Regions from separate parts of the Mus musculus genome. Here regions 1, 2, 4, 5, 6 and 7 are each linked to region 3. Evidence: chromatin contacts called from public HiChIP or PLAC-seq and promoter capture Hi-C data. All regions are on one chromosome and are shown on one strand. The core of a region is the stretch at or near the end of the contact, and the rest is flanking DNA. Distances in the headings are between cores, read along the strand shown.

What was found. Promoter capture Hi-C pulls out the DNA fragments that hold promoters and counts their contacts. HiChIP or PLAC-seq counts read pairs in DNA pulled down with a chosen protein or histone mark.
Region 1: a promoter capture Hi-C map of hippocampal neurons shows a contact between it and region 3, with 2.6 times the contacts expected there. The contact joins the promoter of Preb here to the promoter of Gpn1 in region 3.
Region 2: a contact with region 3 is called in a promoter capture Hi-C map of hippocampal neurons, with 2.1 times the contacts expected there. The contact joins the enhancer-like site here to the promoter of Gpn1 in region 3. A contact is called at or near these places in 4 of 39 promoter capture datasets (the 3T3-L1 cell line, hippocampal neurons, liver and 1 more) and 1 of 9 other capture datasets (liver).
Region 4: a contact with region 3 is called in an H3K4me3 HiChIP or PLAC-seq map of embryonic forebrain, with 6 times the contacts expected there. The contact joins the enhancer-like site here to the promoter of Gpn1 in region 3. A contact is called at or near these places in 5 of 39 promoter capture datasets (hematopoietic stem and progenitor cells, hippocampal neurons, liver and 1 more), 2 of 115 datasets of contacts at active chromatin or transcription factors (embryonic forebrain and embryonic limb bud) and 2 of 9 other capture datasets (adipose tissue and macrophages).
Region 5: a promoter capture Hi-C map of neutrophils shows a contact between it and region 3, with 7 times the contacts expected there. The contact joins the enhancer-like site here to the promoter of Gpn1 in region 3. A contact is called at or near these places in 11 of 39 promoter capture datasets (3T3-L1-derived adipocytes, HPC-7-derived erythroid cells, cranial neural crest and 7 more), 5 of 115 datasets of contacts at active chromatin or transcription factors (the 230-238 cell line, bone marrow-derived macrophages and embryonic stem cells) and 4 of 9 other capture datasets (adipose tissue, embryonic stem cells, liver and 1 more).
Region 6: a contact with region 3 is called in an H3K4me3 HiChIP or PLAC-seq map of bone marrow-derived macrophages, with 5 times the contacts expected there. The contact joins the enhancer-like site here to the promoter of Gpn1 in region 3. A contact is called at or near these places in 6 of 39 promoter capture datasets (embryonic stem cells, hippocampal neurons, liver and 2 more), 4 of 115 datasets of contacts at active chromatin or transcription factors (the NIH/3T3 cell line, bone marrow-derived macrophages, embryonic limb bud and 1 more) and 4 of 9 other capture datasets (adipose tissue, embryonic stem cells, liver and 1 more).
Region 7: a contact with region 3 is called in a promoter capture Hi-C map of the 3T3-L1 cell line, with 8 times the contacts expected there. The contact joins the enhancer-like site here to the promoter of Gpn1 in region 3. A contact is called at or near these places in 12 of 39 promoter capture datasets (the 3T3-L1 cell line, 3T3-L1-derived adipocytes, cranial neural crest and 7 more), 2 of 115 datasets of contacts at active chromatin or transcription factors (embryonic stem cells and large pre-B cells) and 4 of 9 other capture datasets (adipose tissue, embryonic stem cells, macrophages and 1 more).

Annotation. Positions count from the first base shown.
Region 1 is chr5:30,958,993-30,961,692 of GRCm38.p6, reverse strand. It overlaps Preb (prolactin regulatory element binding), which reads left to right and starts at 1,366. Exons shown (of 9, transcript NM_016703.3): 1 at 1,366-1,722; 2 at 2,281-2,470. The coding sequence starts at 1,588.
Region 2 is chr5:32,389,041-32,391,740 of GRCm38.p6, reverse strand. No RefSeq gene overlaps it. Among named protein-coding and RNA genes, the nearest start is that of Gm36840, 36 kb to the right of the region's middle. Within about 2 kb of position 1,265, at least 1 of the 459 cell types and tissues checked has an H3K27ac peak or open chromatin away from gene starts, as enhancers often do. A contact at or near this core is called in hippocampal neurons, where this site is marked.
Region 3 is chr5:31,493,299-31,495,998 of GRCm38.p6, reverse strand. Gpn1 (GPN-loop GTPase 1) reads right to left here and starts at 1,258. Exons shown (of 14, transcript NM_133756.5): 1 at 1,116-1,258; 2 at 388-481. The coding sequence starts at 1,226.
Region 4 is chr5:32,277,105-32,279,804 of GRCm38.p6, reverse strand. The region is part of intron 10 of Plb1 (phospholipase B1); the gene reads right to left. Among named protein-coding and RNA genes, the nearest start is that of Plb1, 39 kb to the right of the region's middle. Within about 2 kb of position 1,329, at least 12 of the 459 cell types and tissues checked have an H3K27ac peak or open chromatin away from gene starts, as enhancers often do. A contact at or near this core is called in embryonic forebrain, where this site is marked.
Region 5 is chr5:32,471,425-32,474,124 of GRCm38.p6, reverse strand. All of the region lies in intron 1 of Ppp1cb (protein phosphatase 1 catalytic subunit beta), which reads right to left. Among named protein-coding and RNA genes, the nearest start is that of Ppp1cb, 14 kb to the right of the region's middle. Within about 2 kb of position 1,439, at least 69 of the 459 cell types and tissues checked have an H3K27ac peak or open chromatin away from gene starts, as enhancers often do. A contact at or near this core is called in liver, where this site is marked.
Region 6 is chr5:32,190,857-32,193,556 of GRCm38.p6, reverse strand. No RefSeq gene overlaps it. Among named protein-coding and RNA genes, the nearest start is that of Gm36732, 7.2 kb to the right of the region's middle. Within about 2 kb of position 1,331, at least 142 of the 459 cell types and tissues checked have an H3K27ac peak or open chromatin away from gene starts, as enhancers often do. A contact at or near this core is called in the NIH/3T3 cell line and bone marrow-derived macrophages, where this site is marked.
Region 7 is chr5:32,209,652-32,212,351 of GRCm38.p6, reverse strand. No RefSeq gene overlaps it. Among named protein-coding and RNA genes, the nearest start is that of Gm36783, 22 kb to the left of the region's middle. Within about 2 kb of position 1,346, at least 6 of the 459 cell types and tissues checked have an H3K27ac peak or open chromatin away from gene starts, as enhancers often do.

The DNA.
Region 1 (2,700 bases), core at 117-2,616, 530 kb after region 3:
CAGTGTGAACTGGAGTTTGCCTAGTCATTTTTCATTCACACAGTGAGAAGTTCTGCTTCTTAGGACATCTCTGAAACCAAATATGGAGTGTTTTCAGACACATCTCCAATTCTAAGACACCAACTAGGTATCTGTCCAACAATGGAACGAAATTTCTAACACCACCCACCCACAGGTGTTCACACTGGATAGATCCCATAAATCAAAGGGACTGATCCTAAAGGATCGTTTCCAGTGTCTCCAGCTTTGAGTCCTGACCATCTATCTGTACTTCTAAATAACAGGCTGGGAAGCAGAAGTCCCTGTGACTTCCTCTGTCAGTCTGGTAAGTTGTCAGAACAGCACACAGAGCTCACTTCCATCTTCCTTAGGATTTCTCTTCTAGCATAAAGAATAGAACTCAGAATTAGCAGAAGGGAAGAGATGTGTAGGGCAAGGTACATGGAGGATAAAGGGTGAAGAATGCAGTACTTCCTTGCCCTCTCTGGGCACACCATCCATCCATCCAGCACCTACATGAGACCACCAACCCAGGAGCTCATTGATCCCTATTGTCTAGGGTTGTTTTAAAAACAAATATTTCATCATATGGGCACATACTGGCCACTGGTGACTGAATTCAGTGTCAAGTTCCTCTCTCCTCCCTGAAGGCTAGTAAATGGGCCTAAAATTGGCTTCTTCTAATCACGTGGTTTGTTCAGCTGCATATGGGTCCAAAAGACACCATGGTAGTATAAATTCATGTATGGTTGACTGGGGCTCATTATGAATCGCAAAAGACATCAAATACTAAAATATAAACCATATTCAAATAATGGTCCTTACATCTCTATAATGTGAACATGTTCCAAAAACACTTAAATAGTAGGGTAACCAAATAGCCCGGTTTATCTGGGATTTTGTGGGTTTTTGTGCCTAGTCTCAAGTCTTGCCAGTCCCATGAGTTCGATGTTCCAGAAGTGGATGTCAAGCCATAAGAAAGAGTCCAATCAACCGCGGAGGATGCTCTCAAAGTGGGGACTGATTTCTTCATATTAGGATATTAGGAAGCAGTGAATCTGTTTTGGAGTGTCTGTCCTCCACACAACCCGGGAGAACCCATTTCCTCCCTGGAGTAACACACAAAGGCCCGGCTTGTACGAGTCTGCTGTGTATCTCTCCTGAAGTGGGGACTGTCCCAGTCCGAGAACTTTTTAATTCGATTTACTGATCTTCAGTAATCTCTTCTAGCCCCACCTCCCACGCCCCACACAAAGATGGCAGCTTCATCGTCATTCGGGGCTAGGACCCGGATCCGACGCCAGGGTTCCGTGACAGCGCGTCCCGCTAGTGCTGACGCGGATTGGCGTCTTGCGCTTGCGCAGAGAGAGCCCAGGAGCTCGGCGCGTGCGCACTGAACGCCTGCAAGACCCAGTCGGCCGCGCGGGCGCAGATCGGCTGCTTGCGGTGGTTTGAGTGGTGGCAAGTCCAGTGCTGAGAGGGGTCGGCAGTCTTCCGGAAAACTCTAGCGCCAAGTTCCTGAGCTTTCGGAGGCGAGGCGCGGCATGTCGTGGGTTCCGCGGGGTTGGCGGTGAACGTGCGGGCGGGATGGGTCGGCGCCGGGGTGTGGAGCTGTACCGGGCCCCGTTCCCGTTGTACGCGCTTCGGATAGACCCCAAGACTGGGCTGCTCATCGCTGCGGGCGGAGGAGGAGCTGCCAAGACCGGCATAAAGAATGGCGTGGTGAGAACGCAGGGCCACTGAGAACAGGTTATACCGTGGCCCAGGGAGATTCCAGGGTGGCCGGGGGATGCAGAGGTGAGCAGTACCCCTGATTTAGTCCCTACCCATTTCTAGCGGGAGCACCCAGGATTGCCGTTCGGGTGCTGGTTTCACCTGAGCAGAGTGGTTGAGACAGCCAAAATTAGACTGAAAGCTGTGCAGGTCTGCGAATCCAGGACTGTCCACGCCGGATTACGAGAGCTGGTCCAGGGCTCATACGCTGGCCTTTTCCAGGAAGGCACATTGTCTTGTCCATCTTCAAGCAGCTGGAGACGGAATTCTTTTCTTTCTGTAAACTGGACCTAGTAATCTAAACCCTGCTTGCTGTATGAATTAAGAAGCTCCAGTAAGAGAATACAGCTCTAAGCAACAGCAACAACAACCAAAGAAACAAAAAAACAAAAAAAAACAAAAAATAAGAGCTGGAGGTGCGGGAAGCAAAAGTACAACTGAGAGAGACTAGGATTTAATGTGACTTCCGGGCTGGCCTGACCTTTGCCCACTTTGGTTCCCTCACAGCATTTTCTGCAGCTAGAGCTGATCAACGGGTGCCTGAGCGCTTCCTTGCTGCACTCTCATGACACGGAGACACGGGCCACCATGAATTTGGCGCTTGCTGGTGACATTCTTGCTGCCGGACAGGATGCCCAGTGTCAGCTTCTTCGTTTCCAGGTCCATCAACAGAAGGGCAGTAAAGCGGAGAAGTCAGGTGAAGAGCTTTGGAAAAAGTCGCTCTAATTCTTGGTCTCCAAAAACGAGAGATTAGGTGTGGGGCAGTGGTCACATTGAAGTCTGTACTTGGGTCACTAGAGGACTGGTGTTAGTTAATACAGATGCTCAGGTCCATCTGAGGGAGGTGGTGCACAGCTGTAGTCTCAGAGCTTAGGAGTGGAGGCAAGAGGATATTTAAGGCTAGCCTGGGGTGCCTAGCAAATCCCT
Region 2 (2,700 bases), core at 16-2,515, 900 kb before region 3:
CAGACACACCAGAAGAGGGCATCAGATTCCATTACAGATGGTTGTGAGCCACCACGTGGTTGCTGGGAATTGAACTCAGGACCTCTGGAAGAGCAGTCAGTGCTCTTAACCACTGAGCCATCTCTCCAGTCCACTTCTTAACCTTATAAGCTACCTAGTCTTAGATGTTGTGTTTTAACAACAGGAAACAAACCAAGACACCTAGTTTTTGTGGGCCTTTGCAGTGGACTGTTTTTATAAACACAACTTTGGGGGATTATTTCATCACATTTGGTTAACCAAGGTTGCCTGTGACAGCTCTGACAAGTTAGGTGTGGCAAAGAGACCATATGTGTTTTACAGATGACAAAAACAGCCTCAGGGGTGTGTGTTCGGTACAGAGTTGGAACTGCTACCCTTTGGTTTTATTGTTTCGACAACTCTGCCATATATCTTTTGACCAGACAGACTACAACGTCGAACTTTAAGTTTCATTTGATAAAATGCATATGCCTTTAGCGAGTCCTTTACATTCCCTGCTAAGGTTTGAGTATGAAACAAACACAGACTCGTGTGCTCAGTGCTTGTCTCCCCTGGTGGCACTGTTTTGGGAGGTTCTGGAAGTTTTTAGGAGGTGGGACCTAGTGTTGGAGGAAGTAGATCACTGGATGTGTTCTTTGAAGGTTACACCTGGTCCCCACCCAGTCCCTTCCTTGCTCCCTGCTTTTTGTCTTCCATGTGGTCCTGCTGCCACGATGCCAAGAGCTATGGACTGGAATCTCTAAAACCGTAAAGTAAAAGAATCCTTCTGTCTTTCAGTTCTTTTTATCAGGTATTTGTCATAACAACAGAACAACAGATTAATTAACCTCTAAAGTATTTCCTCCCCTCATTTTCTCCTGTCCCACCAGCCATTTTGATTAAATTCTCCCAACCCTGCTCACGTATTCAGTTTAGCTCTTCATGTTCAGAAGAGACATTGTCTTTCTCTTGATGGCTCCCAGTGAAGTGGCTCTAACCATGACCTTGGACAAGCCAATAGTAAACGACCAAGACAGTATTAATTGTAAGTGACACAGACAGTATTTACAACAGTAAATGATCAAGTACACACGCCTGGTTTGGGACCACAATCTCAGTCTTGTCCTTTTTAAACCCAATGAGCTTTCAACTTTATCATGTTGTCTCTTGCCCAGAGGGTGAGGAAACAGAAGCAACTGCCCACAGGAAATATGCTGCAGCTTCCTCCACAGACACGGAGTCCTAGAAGAGCCCGACTCCATGGAAACAGCATGTGTGCACAGCATTCTTCGAGGCCCACTCCAATTCTCCTTAGAAGCTGTTGCACCGCTGTGGATTTTCATGGTGCTCAATCCTAGTCTGAAATCTCTTTAAAACAAAGCAGCATCATTGAATCACAGACCATCAGAAAAGAAAAGCTCCTGACTGGGCAAATGCCTTCAGTGCACAGAGGGGGCTTATAGAAGAGTCAAGGCATTGCTTGCTGAAGGCCATCCTACCTAGTTATGGGTAGAGGGAATATTCCAGTTTCACATTGGACTTGCTAGTGTGGTGTTTACCTACAAGGTTGACATCACATCAGTTGCATTGAACTTGATTAAAGCTGTGCTCCAATGGCTCCCATGAATGCCCTAAAACTTGGGAGAATAAAAACAACAACAACAACAAAAAGAAGCCAAAATGAACCACTTCCAGATTGATCTTGTTTTACTTTGTCCTCTATTCTATGCAGATTCTCACTTTTCTTTGAGAACACGGATCCCTCAAAACATAACCAAGCACCCATTTATTTTTTAAATCAGGTCTTATGCTAGACCAGGCTATAGCTAACAAATAAGACAGACAGAGTTCAGGTCTCATCTAACAGAAGTAGGAAGGTTATTTACAATAACGAGTCCTAGAATTATTAGTTATGGGATTAGTCCTAGAACCACCTGCTTGGGGTCCTGAGCTGGCTCTCCCAGCATCTATTCCTAAAACTGTTCCCTCTGTTTCCTGTGGCCCTCCTTGGACTCCAGATGTTGATTTGTAGCTCACGCTAGGACATTACTTCTCAATCTATGTGCCATGACCATAGGAGATGACCCTTTCACAGATGTCATCAGAAAACACAGATATTTACTTTATGATTCATAATAGTAGCAAAGTTACAGTTATGTAGTATCAATAAAAATAATCTTATGGTTGGGAATCACCACAACATGAGGAACTGTATTAAAAGGTCATAGCACTAGGAACATTGAGAACCATTGCTCTAGACAGACAGATCCATGCTCTCCTGTAGTACAGGCAGTATCACCCTACATTTGAATGTTGCATGGACTTGCCTCTGCCCTGGTCAGGGCTAGGTATTGTTTGTTTGTTTTTTTAATATTAATGGGAATTTAGATTCAGCTTTGAATCTAAAATCCCAGGTCTTTTTATCTAGATGTCTTATATCAGAGAAGGTATCAGATAGCCCAGGCTGGCCCAGAACTTTCTGTATAATTATCCCTAATCTTGAACTCCTGGTTCTCCAGCTTCTGCCTCCAGAGTTCTGGGATTATAGGCATGTGCTTCAATGTGCTTGATTCTCAGTTTTAAGTGTATCAGATTTCAGGTGTTTGATTCTAAGCTTTAAGAGTATGACTTCATGCCAGTATCTGCCCCTGGCACTGACATTTGTACCCACAGTAACTATCTACCTCCTCCCTGGATGAG
Region 3 (2,700 bases), core at 9-2,508:
TCTCAATCAGAAAGCTCTCCTCAGAACAGTGCATATTCTTACACACACACCCCACACACACAACTTTGGAAATGGAAGGAACCTGCCTATAAAGTGAATTACAGCAAATCTTATAAACTCTGACAAAAGAAACCAAAGGATTCACGTGTCAGGTGACAGCCCGACCTAATGTCATGTCTCATTCTCAAACCAATTCAACGGTTTCACACACCGAGGGCATGAGAGAGAGGTGAGCGGGGATAGTGCATAAGAGGGATAAATCTGCATAAGCAAGAAGCCTGTTCCGGAACTCAGGCAAATCCACAGAAAAGAAAAGTACATAGTTAGCTAGCTTAGAAAGAAAAGACAAGAAAAGGAAATCAAGCAAGCAGGCAGGCAGGCACTCACCAATATTGGCGGGAAAGGGGACTTCATGCACAGCTGGGTCCAGGTTGATTACATACGGTGGACAGCCTTTGTTGTGCAGGTGTCCTGTGAGCCTCTGCAAAAACAAGGAGCCAGGGTTGGAGGGTGATGACCAAAGGATAGGAACGGGCCCCGAGAATTCCCATCCCTTTACTGACCATGCTTATAAAATCTGTAACAATCTCCTTCTTCCCTCAGCGTGTTCAACACTGAAGAGTTTAAAAAGCCATCTAGTTCCAGTACCTGTCTCCCTATTCTCCGTCACGGCTTCGCTAACTCTGCCCCTCCAAGGGTTTTCTTCCTCTGTCTCCTCCACTAAAACACTCACTCCGTGAAAGCAAGAACCCTGTCGATCTCATTGCCGCTGTACTCTCAGAGCTTAGAACGTGGTAGGTCGAACGAAGTGATTCTTTCACAACTCTTCACGCAAACCAGAGTAGTAGACGTTACACTCCCCTACTCTTTAGGCCCGGGCCTTCGGAAAGCTGCCAATTCGCAGCAAGACAAGTTCAGCTGTACCAAGTGTGCATTAAGGTTGCCCAGGAGCCGGCCTCAAGTGACCCAGGCTAGGGTTCGAGGCTTCGGGAAGGAAAGGAGTCAGAGGACAGCTCGAGAAAACCACGCGCCCGGACCCGCAGATTCCCCAGACAACTTCCTCCCTTCTTCCCGGGCCTGAGGCGCCACTACCGCTTCTGCACGGTGCACGTCACCTGTACAAAGGTAGTTTTCCCGGATCCCGCCATTCCCAACACCAACAGACACACGGGGGGCTGAGGAGCCCGGGAAGCCTGGGGTTCGGATGGAGCCACGGGCGCCGCCATCTTTCCTCAGCCACGCCCACCACTCAGGGATCGCCCGGCGGCCTGCGGGCTCTCTGAATTCCGGGCTGCGATTGGTAGGAAAATCCGTCCTCTTGCGTACAGGGCTACGATTGGTCGAACGATCCGGCCTCTCTGAGTTTAGGGTTGCGATTGGCCAGACTATCCAAACCGCTCGAACCTACTGCAGTGGGTGCCTGACCGGCTTTTGGCATCTGACTTGCAGGGGTCACTTTGATGCTATAGTGGCTTTGCACAAGTGAGGGGTAGTGTAGGGAACCAGGAAGGGTTGACAGGAGTGAGATAGGACCCGGAAAGGGTTAAGCTCGTGTCCCCAAGGGAGTAATGAGGTGGGATTCCCAAGCCAGGATCTGTCAGGATCCTATAACAAAGGTGTTGCTCTACCTTTTATTTTATTGTCTAAGAAGAAGAAGAAAAAAATTAAACGTCATTATGTTCTAGAAAATATTAGGTAAAAATTAGCGTAACACTTGAAAGATAGCATGAATACTGTACTTTAACAGAGGAAGATACATTTTCTGGCAATCATTGCCTAATGCAAAGGGGACTAAAGAACCTTACAGCGTTTGTGGCTGAAGTGTGGCTGAATAATTAATACCGGAAGATATGGGTAGAGGAAGGGAGACGAACCTCATGAGGGAAAGCCCTGTATGACAGAGACTGTGACCAATGTCTTATTTGCTCATCTGTATGGCTATTTGTCCAAGGGAAGAAGAAAAGATGGTGAACCAAAGGCTCAAGGGAACCAGAAAACTCCTAAAAAGTCCCCTTTAAGAGTGAGGTAAAGGGCTAGGAGTCAAGGGTGGCCCTGGGTTTTGTTGACATTCTTGGAAAGTGGATAAAACTCTTTTTTTTTTTTTTAAGATTTATTTATTTATTATATGTAAGTACACTGTAGCTGTCTTCCGACACTCCAGAAGAGGGAGTCAGATCTCATTATGGGTGGTTGTGAGCCACCATGTGGTTGCTGGGATTTGAACTCCGGACTTTCGGAAGAGTAGTCGGGTGCTTTTACCCGCTGAGCCATCTCACCAGCCCCCGTGGATAAAACTCTTAAAGAACAAAAAGTTTGTATATATCTATACATAGATATCTCATTTTATTATGACATGTGCAGGCTGTGGAGAGGGCTCAGTTAGTAAGGTGCTTGCTGCACAAACTTAAGGGCCAGAATTCAGACCCCTGCCCTCACATAAAAGCCCAGGCATTGTGGATTGTGCCTATAATCCCAGTGCTAGGGAGCTAGAGATGGGAGAATCCCTGGAGCTCAGTGGCCAGCTAGCTTAGCCAAATTAATGAGCTCCAGGATCAGTGAGCAACGTACCATACCAAATGGATAGTGATTCTCCTTTCCTGACTCAGGCCCTCTCTGGGCACCACTGTCTGGCTTGTGTTACTTTCTGGCAGGGATTCAGGTAACATTATTTTTCTGGCAGTACCCATACAGTTCAGTTAG
Region 4 (2,700 bases), core at 80-2,579, 780 kb before region 3:
GTCTGTCCTCTGCTCCTGCTTAGGTGAGACGCTGGCATCCCAGCCCATCTGTTAGCATTGGCCAGTGATAAGCACTCTGTCTGGATTCTTCTGAGCAACATGCTTTCCTTCTGAAAGAGCCCTAGGACGTGAGTCCAGAAAGGTCTCTGCAACTCAGCTGTACCATGTTCAGGGCATCCATCTTCCCTGGGGGCCCTTGAAGAGCAGGGTACTCCCACTCCAGAGTGAGATCTTGCTTTGGAAACTCTTGAGTCAAGGGTTTGTCTCTAGACATTCGGGGAATCTAGTCTCATCCAACCATCACAGGTGTAGAATGGTTGTCACTTGGCTCAGCAACTACCCCATGACTATCATAGACATTTGTCTTCAGACTGCTTTCATCATGAATCAGTATGTTATGTGCTTCCTGCGGCAGGCAGTGCATGCATCCAGAACAAGGAAAGTCAAGAGCGCGTGAGTCCACAGCCCCCTTCATCCATGCAATGAGCTAGAGTATTTTCTATTTGATCCCATTCCCTCTCCCTTCCTTTATTTTACAATTCGTGTTTCAACCTTTTCTGACTTAATCACGAACACTCACTAATGTCCTGGCATCCATGACCTCAAAACCTAGAAAAACAATTCTCTGTGTTTAAATTGAAAGAGATGAGAGGATAATGCATGCATGGGTAAGTAATGCTTGAGATGGGGGTGGTCGGCCCACACGAGGGAGCAGATCACTCAGCAAGAACCGGTCCAGTCTGTGGATACCGTCACGACAAGGTCTTAAAAATACATGCTTGATGAAAAGTGCACGCGCACACCTATATGGGAACATCACAGTGAGTTGTGATCAGTGGTGATATGCACACTGAATACATTTTAATGAAAACAAAGAATATTAAAGGTAAAAGAAAGAGTTTCATATTACTTATGGAACTAAAAATTAATAAAAAAAACCCAAGTCGCATAAATGAGACACATATACTTAAAATGCATCATGAACTCAATAATGCTCAAAGGGACATTGAGGCAAAAAAAAAAATATCTTGTAAGACTGCTTAGCTGCAAGTTAGAGAGCAGAGAAGAAATCACGAATGAGTGTGAATGTGTTCTCGCACATGGAAAAAACCATCAGATGCCATTCTTAGCTAAGTCGCCACAGATAAGATAGCACTGCTTGATTCTACACCTAAGAGGGCAGATTTACGTATGGGCTTGGTAATGTGTGAGCAGCTAAAGAGTAATGAGTGGAGATACAGAGGCAGGCAGTAATGTGTAAATGCATGCTTGAACATATCAATGCACAGATGCATAATTCATGAGTTAACATTAATATGCATAATGACCCCAGAGAGAACAAACAGAGCATGTAAATTTCACTTGGACCTAGTGAACAGAGACAGTCTTACTCTGTGCACTACACACTCGGGAGATCTGCAGGGACAAAGGACAGTGAGAGCCTGCTAAGAAAGGGAGGTTTTACTAATTCTCCCGGGGTCCCATGGCACAAATGAAAGGTAGCTTTGATAGTAGCCCAGGGATCTGTGCAAGTAGCAGCATTTGGAAGGAGGCAAGATGGGGCAGGAGAGGGACACAGCAAGAAAGCTGGCCATATCTGAGCTATGGCCTGACAGAGGTCCTGAGAGCTGAGGAGCAGCAGTAGGCAAGATGACAGAGACAGCTTGGTGTCAGCTGTACTTTAGAACTCATGAAGAAGAGTGTGTATGTCATTCATATGTCACAGCCTATTATTTCCCAGCTATCCCATACACTTTGGGCTGATTGGAGCTGATCTTTGATAAACACTGAAGTCACAATCTGCGATATAATTATCTATACATATACTAGATAAAACCACACGTTTTGTCCCCAGGAAATCCAGGGAGCCTCAAAGATAAGATCCACAGATCGTTTGCCTTTGGTAAATGCCAGTCTTTCCACCCAAGCTGGGACTCAGGGTTAGGGAGGGTGAGTGGAGTGTGCGCGTTCTACACTAGTTAGGGTTAGGGAGGGTGAGTGGAGTGTGCGCGTTTTACACTAGTTAGGGGAGGCTAGGGCCGCTTCCTGCGCTTGTCCACGCACTCACTGCTCACGTGAAGGCAGAACTGAGAGAGGCAAAACAATTCTTAGCTACCTAGTAAGCTGATTCTCTCCGGATGCAGAACAGCCATTGACTCAGGCTGCCCAGGCCCTGACTGGAGAGTACAGAAATCCATAGTAGAATCATATGAAATGTAAAAGCTCCCGTGCAGCAAAGGAGACGATATCTATGCGACGCCAGGGCCTACACGTAACAAAAAGTATCTCTTCATTTCCCAAGGGGTTAATATTCACAATATATAAGGAACTAAAAAAGTTAAACACCCCAAAACAAATTGTCTAATTAACAAATGACCAGATGCCCTGAATACAGTGCTTGAAAGACATATAAATGGCCATTAAATCCGTGACAAAGTAATCAATGTCATTAGTCAACACAGAAGTACAAATCAAAATCACACTGATAACCCACCACATCCCACTCAGAAAGACTCTCATCAAACAACAGGAGCTACAGGGGGGAGGGGGAGGGGCTCCTTACATATGACTGGTGGCAGTGTGAATTAGTGAATTACTAAGCTACTGAAAAGTCAGTAGAGAGGTTTGTCACAAAGTACAAAACAAAACTATCATATGACCCAGACACCGTACTCCTCAGAATCCCAAAGGACCCTAAGT
Region 5 (2,700 bases), core at 190-2,689, 980 kb before region 3:
TTAGATCCAAAAAAATTAGAGTTACAGACAGTTGTGAGCTATTATATGGGTACGTAGGGCCTCTGGAAGACCCTTAATTGCTGAGCCATCTCTTCAGCCCAGAGTTATAGCACGTGTTGTAGGTGATCCTTTCCCTCCTTAGACAGCATCGGCAGCTTATAAAACAACCACCACCCTTCTTAGTGCCTGAGTCTCTTTACATCATCACACCATCATAGTTTTTTGTAAAGCCTCAATACATGGATTAAGAACACTTCAATTCTGATCTTTAACATTCTTAGGGTAATCTAGATCTTTATGTTTCCCAAAGTTTTAAAATTGGCCTGTGTTTGTTTGACCCCCAAATCTGTAGGGCTTGTGGGATATTTGTGAAATGAACTGAGTCTAGTAGAACTGATGTCTTAATTTTAAGTCTTCTTCTAACCCATGACCTTCCCTTGCCTTTTATTAGCCATTTATTCTTTTATTTAATTTCTCTTGTGTGCATGCCTGTGTGTGCCTTTACTTGCTGGGCTATGTTACAAGCTTTGGTTGTTTTCCTCAACAAGGTTTATTTTCCTCTTGAAGCATTTACTATGGCAGTCTTGAGTATTTTTCATCAAGCTGATTTTGAGAAGACTAGTATAAATGTTTTAGTTTCCCACTATGTGATATTATGTAATTGTAATATATATAGGAATTAATTTTGTATACTGACTTTGTATATTATTAAATAAGTTTACAGTTTTTTTTTTTAATTTTAAGGCCAATCATTTGCTATAAAAGTTTGAATCCTTTTCTAATCCATGGTGGTTTGAATGAGAATGTGCCCTATAGGGCTCAAATCCTTGCATGCTTAGTCCCCAGCTGATGAACTATTAGGAAAGGATTGGAGGTGTGTCCTTGTTGGAGAAGGCAAGTCGCTAGGGCTGTGCTTTCAAGTTCCAAAAGCCCAAGCTCAGTTCTCAGTCCACTGTGCCCACCCCACCACCACGCAGCTGCTGCTCTAGCACCATGCTATCTGCTTCCTACCATAATGACCTTGGAGTAAACCTCTCAAACTGTAAACAAGCCCACAATTAAATGCTTTCTTTTATAAAAGTTGCCTTGCAGTCAGGCATGATAGTGCATGCCTTTAATCCCAGCACTTGGGAACCACAGGCAGGTGAATAGTGAGTTCCAGGCCGGCACGGTTTACAGAGAGTCCCAGGACAGCCAGGCTACAAAGAGAAACCCTGTCTAGAGGGAGAAAAAAAAAGTTGTCTTGGTCACTGGGGTCTCACACAGCAAGGGGAGAATAACTAAGAAGTTGTTACCAGGAGTGGTATTGCTGTGACAAGCTTGACCGGCCGCTTGTTGGTAGAAGCAGACTTTTAGGATATGGATTAGGAAAGCAGTTGAAAGGTGGGGCTTAACATTCTAGTAGGAGCCTGAAAGATAGTAATGGTTAACTATACCACACACCCAAGTATGCTAATTTGAATGATGTCAGCACAGCACAAGAGTTTTATCAGCTGACCCAGAGAACATTCTTGTGATAACTTGGCAAAGAATGTAGCAACTTTTTGCCCCTGTCCTAAGCATCTGCCTGAGGCTAATTAAAGAGTTTTGGAATAATGTCATTGCAGAGGAGACTTCAAAGACTTCAAGTATAGACTGCATGAAGGTGTGAGTGAAGCCTGGACAGTGTTGAAGAACCCAAGATGCTGGAGGTCAGAGTCATGGGATACCTGCCAAGGAGAGTTGTTATCAGATTGTGGAACTAGTCCAGGAGAGAGGTGTGTTGCAGTCAACAAAACTGAAAGGAACTGGACATCTGAAGAACACTTTTGACATCAGACACAGATACAGAACTTGGAGTCTATCCTGCTTGGTGTCAGTTTTGCTTTGGTCCTATATTTTATCATTATGCTTTCTTGCTGTACTGGCAACTTGTGTCAACTTGACACAGCTGGAGTTATCACAGAGAAAGGAGCTTCAGTTGAGGAAACGCCTCCATGAGATCCAACTGTAAGGCATTTTCTCAATTAGTGATCAAGGGGGAAAGGCCCCTTGTGGGTGGGACCATCTCTGGGCTGGCAGTCTTGGGTTCTATAAGAGAGCAGGATGAGCAAGCCAGGGGAGGCAAGCCAGTAAAGAACATCCCTCCATGGCCTCTGCATCAGCTCCTGCTCCCTGACCTGCTTGAGTTCCAGTCCCGACTTCCTTTGGTGATGAACAGCAGTATGGAAGTGTAAGCCAAATAAACCCTTTCCTCCCCAACTTGCTTCTTGGTCATGATGTTTGTGCAGGAATAGAAACCCTGACTAAGACAAATTGGTATCAGCATAGTGGGGTATTCCTGTGACAACCTGGCCATGTTTTGGGGAGGACTGAGGGAGGACTTTGGAACTTTGGGCTTGAAGATCCATCCTTTGTTAAGAGCTCTGTCGGATATTGTGTAGGAGCTTGGAAGATAATGTTGAGAACACTGCAGAAGATGGAGGTCTGGTTTGTGAAATTTCAAAGGGAAAATTAAAGACTCTTTTCAAGGCCATTGCTGTTTTGATTGTGAAGATTCTGTAGTTCTGGTTAGCTGGGGCTGAAGAATCAGCTGTGATTAACAAGATACCAGAACTACAAAAGCAAAAACTTTGCATTACTGGGACTATTGATGCTGGTTAGCTGGAGCTAAGAAATTAGCGGTGATTAAGAAGAGACCAGCATCATTGAGGTGACATC
Region 6 (2,700 bases), core at 82-2,581, 700 kb before region 3:
CAGTTAGAATCCTGAATGAGGTCATCACAGGGCTTTCTATAGAAGAGTGGCAACGGCCACAAAGCCACCAGACCTGGGTTCCCATCTTGCTCCTTCACTTAAGTATCAAGACGATATAGCCCCAGTTCCCTCAGAAACATGAGGAAGATGACATCGGCATCACAGGCAACATAGGTGATGATCCATCCAGAAAGTTCTTTAGTGTAAGCGGCAGTGTCAAGCCCAGGACACAGAGAGTGCGCACAAGATGCAAGGTCTTTTCCTAAGCATGGTCTTCTCCTGGAGATTCTTCCCACAGGAAACTAAGGATGTTTCCTAAGACCTCTCTGGAGAGGAATCAGGTAGGAGGAAATCTAAGACGCAAAGATAAGTAAGATACCAGGTCCCCTGTCAGCTGACAGGGGACCTTAACCCCTCAAGCTGGGGGCGCTAAGACATTAGGGCACCTTGCAGACTATGGGCAGAATTACTAACCTTTATTTGACTCAGGATCTTCTGGTCCAGTGCTGTGTCCAAAGGACTCTAAGCTAGGTGTGGTGGTGGCTGCCTATAATTTCACAGTATTAGATTAAAAGCAGCAGAATTAAAAGCTCAAGGCCAGCCTTGGATGTTATAGGAGCCTGTCTGGAAAACCAGAGGACTGGGTGTGGGGATGGGGGGTGGGGAGGCCAGGGGGTGAGGGGGGGCAGAGTGACTCTATTTCAAAGGTCTGTCCTGAACTTGAAGCCCATCCACAATCACTCACTCTTGGGATTTCAAAGTATGACGGAAGAAACAGGGTCAGGTCCAGGTTGAGCCCAATTTGGAATCTCAGAGAGGAAAAGAAGCCAAAGTTGGCAGGGACTTCATGTCAGAGGAAATCTTCCTAGCCCATAGTGAGGCCGGACTGGGAAAGAAGGGCTCTGCTTTCGGATCCCAGCCTTGTATTTCCTGTTGATGGAGCACTGGGAAGCCTATAGGCCAAAGTGGGAATCAAATACTTGATAGCATGCGTTATCGTTACTAAGTCTGATCAGAGTCCACTGGCCCCTCTTCTGGCTAACACACTCCCTGGATACTGGGGGTGGGGTGAAGAGACAAGTCCTGGCAGCTTTGGATTCTGCTGTCCCTACACTGCCAGCTCGATGTGTAGCCGCCCACTTCAGAGCAGAGTCAGGGTGCATCTTTTCTTAAGAAGTGGAGCATTTCCTGTTTTGGAGGAGGAGGGATGGGGCTCTTCCTGGACCACATTGCCTCTTCAACCCCTCCACCCCCCCCCCACCACACCTCCCTCCCTGAGTTACTCACTCCTGGAAATAGGGCTGATGACATCGAGATGAGTCAGAGGCTCACGCGCGTCATGGCCCGACTGCTGGGAGGGTGAATGAGTTCAGTGCTCCCTAGACCACAGCCCTAGATGTGCACCAGGAGTCCAGGCAAGGCAACAGGCCTGGGGGCGGTGTACATGTCTGTACTTGTGTGTGTGTGTGTGTATACATGTGTGTATATGTGTGTGTGCGCGCAGTTGTGTGTGTACGTGTGTATATGTGTATGTGTGGCATGGCAGGAGGAGGCTAGCCTTTATTTAGCAATGAATTACATACAAGCCCTCATCCATTGCTCTCTCTTCCTAGCCCCTGAGTGATGCTAGCCTTTCTCAGCAACAGGTAACAACCCTAATGTCTTTCTAGGCAAGTAGGCTCAGAGGACTAACCCCTTGGAGAACTACCTGACTTCTTCTGACCAAATTACCCAGCTCTGCCCCAGCACAGTGAGGTATAGCAGCAGTCCTGAAACTGGTGGTCTAGCCTCAGCTTCTTTAGAAGGGCCCCTACCCCAGGGATTACCCTTGCAGGGATATGTATTCAGTGAGGGGGGGTGTGTTTATACTTTGAGGGATGCCCTAATTCACAGTGTCAGTCAAACACACACTTTAGGTCTGTTTTCCGTTTTCCATGTGTCGCATTTTGGAACATTTAGCGGACATAGGATCACTGCAAAGGAATGTATTAATTCAATGCATTTTGAAATGTCTCTTTAACATTCTTGGAGTTACAGTGCAAGCTGAGCATACTAATAGAGGCAAAACAACACGCAAGCTAGACTCTCCTGGCACTTGGTAAATAGGGCTGAAGTACCAGTTTCCCCATACCTAACATGGGTGTAGCCAGGGCACAAATGGTATGGAAAATAACACCAGGACCGTGAAGCAGGAGGCAGCCCCACCTCTGAGTTCTCTCTTTTACCCTCCCCAAACAGCCACTGCTCCAAACATTGCTCCTCACAGACCTTGAGGACTGCTGCTTGGACCCTTTAGGATTTCCTTCCAGTTGATCTAAACGAGAATGGAACGAAACCTCTCAGGATAGAGGGGTTAGAATTCAGAAGAATGCATTTTGATTTGGGTATGGGGCACACACCTGCGATCCTGGCACTTGGGAGGCTGAGGAGAGAGGATTATTGATTTGAAGTTGGCTTGAGCCACATAGTGAGATCCCCTCTTTCAAAATGAACTGATTGATGGCACTTTGATATCTCAGGCATGGGCTAGGACAGCAAAGAGAACGAGGATTCAACTCTCCAGGGCTCCCCTAGTGTCATGTCATTAGCTCCAGTGCAATCAGAGGGGACAGACTGTCCCCAGCTCACATTCTTCAGTGTCAGGCGGGGTTTACTAGGGATGTCCTACAGGGTGGGAAGAAACCGTGAGTAATCTACTCA
Region 7 (2,700 bases), core at 97-2,596, 720 kb before region 3:
GGGCCGAGCCAACTGTGAGTGGAGCACCCCTAGGCTGGTGGTCCTGGGTTCTATAAGAAAGCAGGCCAAGCAAACAGTGAGGAGCAAGCCAGTAAGCAATATCCTCCATGGCCTCTGCATCAGCTCCTGCTTCCAGGTTCCCTCCCGTTTTGAGCTCCTGTCCTGTCTTTCTTCAGTGATGGCTATGATGTAAAAATGTAAGCCAAATAAACCCATTCCTCCCAACTTGCTTTGGGTCATGGTGTTTCATCACAGCAATGGTAACCCTAACTAGGTCAGTAATATAAGAGGTGTTTAGCTCTGACAGAAAGCAAGACTTTAAATCTCTTAGAAATGTAGGTGGGAACAGGCTAGTGATCACGTACAGACCACACAGACCAGCTTTCTGACTTATAAGTGCTCATTCGGTCAAAGCTAATAGAAGCACACTGGGGTTTTAAATAACAGGGAAGCTCCAATATCAGGTTTTCATCCGAGTGGTACTGACTGAAATGAACAAAGGATGGGGCTAGAGAGATGGGTCTGTGGCTAAGAGCACCTGCTGCCCCTGCAGAGGACCCAGGTTCAGTTCCCAGCTCCCAGTTCCAGTGGCTCAGAATCCGCACATAACTCTAGTTACAGGGGATCTAACACCTTCTCTGACCTCTGAGAGCACTTGCTTGTATATGGTGCACACACATACACACTCAGGCACACACACACACATACACACTCACACATTCACATACATATACACACTCACACACACATACACACTAAATTAAATTAATAAATACATGTTTTAAAAACTAACAAAGATGTCACTTAAAAATTTAAAAGCCCAGATGTGTATAAAGCGAATACTTATTTGGCCATTTTGTGTGTATTTAACACAAAGCTTTAACTCTGCCAACGGCCTTACACATTCCTATTCATAGACACAGAAGACAGTAAATGTACTAGAATCACTTTAAAATAATAATTGGGTATCCAGGTAGTTGGAGAAAAAAAAAGCTTTAACATAAGCACACATTGCAAGAAAGCTCAGCTCTGTTATGACTTAGTTTCTTACCTAACCAGACAGGGCCTGAAAGTCAGCAGAAAGTGTAAACAGTTATCTTAGGAAACATGAAATCGTATCCTCCGTGGTAATTATGCTTGCAATGCTTGCAACACAGAGAATCTGGCTCAGTTTTTCTTTGGTGCATTAAATCCTGACCTTAGAGAGTCTTTTGGGAATTTAAAACATCTTTTACAAAATGTTTTTGAAAATAGTGCTGACATCATGGCTTGATGCACAGGATCCCTCTCATGTCCTAATCCTCTTTAGCTGGGGCTAGAAAGTGGAGGTGGAAGATTTCAGCTTAAACAAATGTAAATGAGGGCCAGTCCTGTTGCTCCAGAAGCAATGGGAAGTGAGGGAGAGAGGGGTCCACGGGCGAGTGCACAGTGCACAAGCCTGAGGACCTGAGTCTGGAGCCCTCATATCCATGTAAAAACCTTTGCTGTGTTCCAACCACAGCATTGCCTTGTGGAGGTGTGGACTGAAGGTTTTCTGGTCTGGTTGGTCAACCAGTCTAGCAGAAACAGCCAGATCCAAATTCAGTAAGTCCTTGTCTCAAGGGAAAAAAGAAAATTAACCGATAGGAGGATAGGAGATCAGGACACAATGTCCTCCTCTGGTCTTCATGCATGTACAGATACATGTAGACATACCTACATGTGCCTACACACACACACACACACACACACACACACCGAGAGAGAGAGAGAGAGAGAGAGAGAGAGAGAGAGAGAGAGAGAGAGAGAGAGAGAGAGAGAAAACATCAAACATTAAACCCTCTATATTTTAAAGTTAGCCCTTTTAGCTAGGTGTGATTATCACACCTTTAACCCCAACACTTAAGAGGTGGAGGAGGGTGTATCTCTGTGAGTCTGAGGCCAGCCTCTGTTTATATAGAGAATTCCAGGCCAGCGAGGACTATATAGTTAGATCTTGTCTAAAAAACAAACAAAACAAAATGGCCTTTATACAATTTTACAAAAAGTACATCAGCATTCTGAGAAAGTCTAATTGCTTTTAATACATGTTTAAAACTCTCATTAAAAAGCATAACATATCTGAAAACTATAAAAAAAAATTGAATGTTGTTTCCCCATGTTGGTGTTATCTTAATTTTATAATGTATATACATAATGAGTCAGATATTAAGACTTTTGAATGTTTAATCACTTATAATAAAATGCATTGCCTAGTAGCAGTGAATTACAGTTGAGCAACTTTATCATCCCAATAAAGAATGTAGCCCATCTCAACAATGACAAAATATTTTATCTTTTTAATTTACTTAGTTTGACTAGCAGAAAATAGCTTAGAGATTTTCTAAGCATTAACAAAATGATATCTTAGTAAAGTTTCTCCTTTTTAAATAACTTAGTGTCTGGGGGCAGGGCATCATTTGTGCCACAGCACACACGGGGGTCTTAGGACAACCAAAGGGACTGGAGATTAAATTTAGTAACCAGCATGCTAATCCACTGAGCTGTCTGCCAGCCCCATGTTCTGACAACTTAGTCACCTTTAACTGGAAGGTACTACTAGCTACCTCTCTTCTGAGTAAGACTTAATTACAAAGACTATTACATAAACAATAAGGTTACTCAGATCCTAAATGTTTCTGTTTGTAAAGATTGGAATTTCCTGTAATTCCATTATGACAA